Regions from separate parts of the Gossypium hirsutum genome. Here region 2 is linked to region 1. The links are chromatin contacts, called in public Hi-C maps. All regions are on one chromosome and are shown on one strand. The core of a region is the stretch at or near the end of the contact, and the rest is flanking DNA. Distances in the headings are between cores, read along the strand shown. Region 1 has its middle 19 kb from the start of LOC107909562. Region 2 holds the start of LOC107909556 (vacuolar-sorting protein BRO1).

Region 1 (2,729 bases), core at 129-2,628:
CCATTATATTAGGAGCAAGATTGCATTTTACCCCTCTACTAAAAAAATGGATAAATTAGTCCTTGTACATTATATCAAAGAGTAATCTGGTCGTTTCTGTTAAAAATTTCATCCATTTCTACTGTGTAAAAATTAGTGTGGCTAACAAAATAATCAGACGACCACGTGTACCTCATTATGACATACAAAAACTAATTTTTAATGATAGAAATGGATTAAATTTTTAGTAGAAGAATCAACTTGCTCTCTATTCTAACACACAGGGACTAATTTGTAAATATTTTCAGTAAAGAAGTTAAAATGCAATCCATCTTTTAGTGTAAAAGGCCTCTATAGTATTTTTACTCTTCTCATTTGCATTAAGTGCACCAAATGTGGCCTATTGGGTAAAAACGAGTACTAATAATGAGGGAAATGGATTGGGACCAATTACAAGCCTAAAAGATCCAAGTAAACTAAAATCAACCTAATGTGGACTTAATAAAGCCTAACGTCAAAATCCAAAACATGGATCAATTTGCATTCAGCCCAAAGCTGGAAAAATAGTTGAACTTGATCCAATCAAATGGTTGACTCCAATTCAAATAGATTTCAGGTTGGTTTAACAAATTAAGTTTTCAATTTACTAGATTCAAATTTATTCCAGTTACGTCTCTGCACAAAATCTAGTTTCTACCATCATCATCATCATTTATAGTTATTATTTAAACAAAAAAAAAAGAAAAAAAGAAACTCATTGTCGACATGCATCGAGTTATTTAAGAGTAGTTTGAGTTCAACTAAATAGATTTTATGAGATAAGATAGAAATAGCAAATGTAGAAATATCATCATTCTTAATAAGCCATTGCTTGCATCCTGCAATGGATTGGTTTAAAGTTTAATGTTCAAACACTGATAAAAGTGATGGTAAATAAATAGATTAATTTAACTTGTGATAATGGGTTTTCTAACAGAAAGAAATGAGATCTTAAAATTTGAGGAGTAGCATGAAGCACCCACGGAAGTACTCGAACTGTGTATGTTTTTAAATAATAATAAAACACACATTTTGTATTAGGCTTTATCTCATATGTGTTAGAATCCAAAATCCATTTGTAGCTTCTACTAATATATAGGTAAGACTAAGACCAAGTCTAAGACCCTTCTCTGCTTGGGATTTTCCCTGCAGACAAAACCGTCCATAACTCAAGGCTTCTTCTTTATAATAAGAACAACTTTTTCTTTGTATATTAATATAATATGCTGGAATTGAAACCCTTTTCTCAGAGCTAAGTCTCATCTTCATATATATAAATAATTGAGTAGAGCGGGTGGGTTATATTAGTATAATGTTGAGTGATTGCAAACAAACATTTCCCATGTGATGTGATGTGATGTGATGAGTTTTACTCTCTACAAACCAAACCTCTAAACTTCTGTGTTCACACACTTTGTGTTTAGATGCTATGCTATTATGGTTGAAAATGAATGTCGGGGCGGCGCCAAAGTAGGCAAAGGTTTTATTCAAAATTGAAAAATTACATCTTAATACAATATCATATATATTGCTGAAACTAAAAAAAAAAAAAACAGAAAATGTTGGAGAATGAAAGGACTTGACATGTATATATATATTGGTAACTTTTTTTTTTTTTGAAATCAGAATTTCTACTAATTTCATGAGAAAAATTAAATCCCTGATTTCATAATTAAAGGAAGAAGTGAGCAAATATATACATACTATTCAAAGTACATCAATTATCAGCTTGTGATCAAAATCAAGGGTGGGACATAGGGTAACCAAGATATACGTCAAAACAAAGAGAGAGAGAGAGAGGGGATATATATATTTATAGAATCCGAAAAATGAAAATTTCAAATTACCCCAAAAGAAAAAAGAAACAAAAACTCCAAGGTATGCTTTGTCAAGGCATGTGGAGATGTCCCCTCCCAAACTCAAGTGTCTGCAGGTGAGACGTAGCGTGGGTTGTGCTTGTGTTAGCCCACCTATGTCTCTCACTTTATTAGATTACCATTTTTATTTTTGTCTCTCTTTCACACAAGATTTTTTCTTTCACAAGGGAGATTTGTTTTTTAACAAGCATCATAGACAAGAAGAAATAGGTTACAAATAATTTTAAATTTAATGTTAATTAATTTGAATTCACATGAATTTTGTCTCTATATGAATGATTTGATTAACTCATAAAGAAGATTTGACATTTAGAAATAATTTTATCTATCATGTTGTAAGTACGAGAGTTTTGATTCAATCTTTAACAATTCCATTCTCCTCTAAAAATAAATGAGACATAATAAATTTATTATATTTTCTTGAAATTAAAAGAAAATTATTATGAAGACATTAAAGACAAAAACTCTTTATTTAAACTAAAATGGCAAATTGGCAATGCTTTTATATCCTATATGCAGACACAATCTAGACTTGTAATAATATAAGCTTTTTTGGGGGGTTAGTGTAATATAATCTAAGTTTAGGTCCATGTTAGGTTTGTAATAAAATATAGTTAACATCATAATGTGATTTGATTAATTCAATTATATAGAGAGGGGGGAAGAGAGAGAAATGGGTCACTTCATCACATGTCTTAAAAGCTAACTCCACCCAACACTTTAATATTAGGATTATATAAAAGAGAAGTAGGTAGTGTCACTTGGAATATATGGAAGGGTCTCAATTTGAGTCACATCCACATTATTTGGGATTATGTTTTAAAAGTGCTTTGA
Region 2 (2,729 bases), core at 146-2,645, 170 kb after region 1:
TGGTTTTTTCCCGAAAGGGTTTCCACCTAAAAATTTGTATGTTCTTTATTTTTATTTCTCTTTTCTTTGCGATATATTGTCATTACCGACATTCTATTTTTACAGGGGTAATTATAAATTTCATCCTATACTTTATAGAAATTGAGAAATTAGTCTTTTACTTTAATTTGATAGAATTTAGTCCTTTTATTTTACAAAAGTTAATAAATTAATCCAGTTGTTGGCATACACATAAACTTGAATTGTTGATTTTTGTTAATTTGTTTATAAATGGTTGAGCTATTAATTTTAATAAGTCTTTATAGGGGAGGGATTCACTTACATCGATGTAAAACTAGAGTAGTTTTATACACTCTAATAACTTTTTTTGGACGATTAATATTTTAATAATCTATCCGTCATATATCATATTCCATTCATATAGATAAAGCATGGCAAGTTTAGGGCAAATTAAAAATTTCTATCTATCTTTTAATATAAATTTTTTTAATCATTACATATATGTTAATATAGATAATATTTTAGATTGATATGATAGAGATATCAGATTAATTCAAAAATTTACATGCATTATAAGTAAAAATATTTTAATAAATTCAATGGCTAGATTGTTAAAATATTAATAATAAAAAATTATTAATTTTAGTTTTACTTCATGTAAGTGGATCTCTCTCCCTTATATATAAATAGTAGAACAGCTAATTTTTGAGTAAAAGATTTAAATTGAAAGTTCAAGAGTGTTATCTAATTGAACTAAATTCTTAATTTTCATAAAAATAGAAGGACCAAATTGATTACTACATAATTAGATTTACATTATTTTTTATGGTTTTATGTAGACTTGATCATGGACCAGGACACTCGTCCAGGCTCGAAGGTCAGTCCAAAAAGTGGAAGAGTTTGAGAAAAAATATAGGCTCAAAAAATAGACTTTAACAAAAAATAAGACTTGTTTTCTAAACGGGTCGGGCTTTGAGTAGGACTTTTTTGGCCCGGGCCCGGCCTGAATCAATTGTTTTCTTACTGTTTTGCAACCATTTTATTATTATATTGTTACTATTTTATTGTTATTGTTTGGATATTGTATAACTCTTATTTTATGGTTAATTTTGTTACTATTTTAAAAGCATTTGCTTGCTAAATTGCAATTAAGTTAGAGTTATTTAAGTATAAATCTTTTTTAATGTATTTTAATTTGTTAGGAAACATCTATTTTAATATATTATATTTTTAAAATTTATTTTTATATAAAAATAATCTTAAAAAATTAATATGAATAATATTTTTAATATGGGTTGAGTTTGATAGAATTTAGACCCATTCTAGAAAATGGGTTTACAATTTTGCAACCCATCCGACCTATAATCAAATATAATTCTATGGATCTAACTGGTTAAACCCATTTCAAGAAGTTTTACCGGTTTTTAAAACAGAAACCATACCGGTTCAAGCGCGTGGGACCTCGAAGACCTGCAAATCTATTTGTTCTCCTCGAAATTTCCTTCCTTTGCCAATAAGAAAACTCTCCCCCCCCCCTCCTTTTGTTTTCCCATTTTGTTTTTCTTCTCATCGTCAATTCCACTCCTGATTAAACCCTGTTTCCGTTCACCTAAAATTCGATCTCCACCAACATCGCCGTCGCCATCGCCATCGCTATGGCCGCCGCGTCCTCGTCCTCGGCGACAGTCACCAACATCATGCTAGCAATCTATGAGAAAAAAACCAATTCCATCGACCTCTACCGCCCTCTCCGCCAATACATATGCTTCACATACTCCGAACGCGAAGCCGTCAACCTCGAAGATGACCTTTCCACCGTCAAAACCCTCCGCTCTGACATCGAACGCGTTCCCGACCCAGCCCCAACAACCCGACGCGACCTCCTCATCTCTTACTTCAAAGCCCTATGCCTAATTGAAACCCGTTTCCCAATTTCCCCCGATAGAGATCACATCAATTCAATCCAATTCACTTGGTTTGACGCATTTAAGCAGAAGCAAAAAGCGGTTCAACAGAACATCCATTTAGAAAAAGCCGCCATTTTGTTTAATCTCGGGGCGGTTTATAGTCAGATTGGCTTGTCTTACGATAGGGCTACGGTGGAAGGGAGGAGACAAGCGTCTCATGCGTTTATCGCGGCGGCTGGGTCGTTTGCCTTCCTCAGAGATAATGCGTCGACAAAGGCGTCCATGGGGAACAGTACGACCGTCGATTTGTCGGTGGAGTGTGCCGGGATGTTGGAGAGGTTGATGTTGGCTCAAGCTCAAGAGTGTGTTTTTGAAAATACCATCGCTAAAGGAAGTACTCCTGGAGTTTGCGCCAAGATTTCTAGGCAGGTTGGGTTTTTTTTTTAAATTTTATTTTTGCTTTGGACCTGATTGACAATTGGAATCTGTGTTTTTTGGGATGAATTAGTAGATTTTGTTTTGGGGAGGACTTATCAAGCACATGAGGTTAACTTTTAATTTCTAGTTTTTATGAAGAATTAAAAAAGAAATTTCATTTTTTAAGAATAAATACTTTTTACTGATTAGTTATATTAAAATAGGTGTTGCATTTTGATCGTTGGGGTTGTTTTTGATTAATAGTTATTTTTGCTGTATACTATTTCCTTTTTTCTTTTATGAAGTAAAATCAAATCCAAATGTGAATCCCATATGATTTTGTTCATTACTTCTCAATACACTAATCATTATCATTCATATGTGTAGAATCCACTTACTAATTGT

The links. Hi-C and Micro-C count contacts between places; a contact is called where the count stands out from the background.
Region 2: a Hi-C map of leaf shows a contact between it and region 1, with 2.2 times the contacts expected there. The contact joins the promoter of LOC107909556 here to the enhancer-like site in region 1. A contact is called at or near these places in 2 of 34 Hi-C or Micro-C datasets (both in leaf).

Annotation. Positions count from the first base shown.
Region 1 is chrD02:63,722,878-63,725,606 of Gossypium_hirsutum_v2.1, forward strand. No RefSeq gene overlaps it. Among protein-coding and RNA genes, the nearest start is that of LOC107909562, 19 kb to the left of the region's middle. Within about 2 kb of position 1,379, at least 3 of the 9 cell types and tissues checked have an H3K27ac peak or open chromatin away from gene starts, as enhancers often do. A contact at or near this core is called in leaf, where this site is marked.
Region 2 is chrD02:63,897,695-63,900,423 of Gossypium_hirsutum_v2.1, forward strand. It overlaps LOC107909556 (vacuolar-sorting protein BRO1), which reads left to right and starts at 1,396. Exons shown (of 8, transcript XM_016837137.2): 1 at 1,396-2,336. The coding sequence starts at 1,656.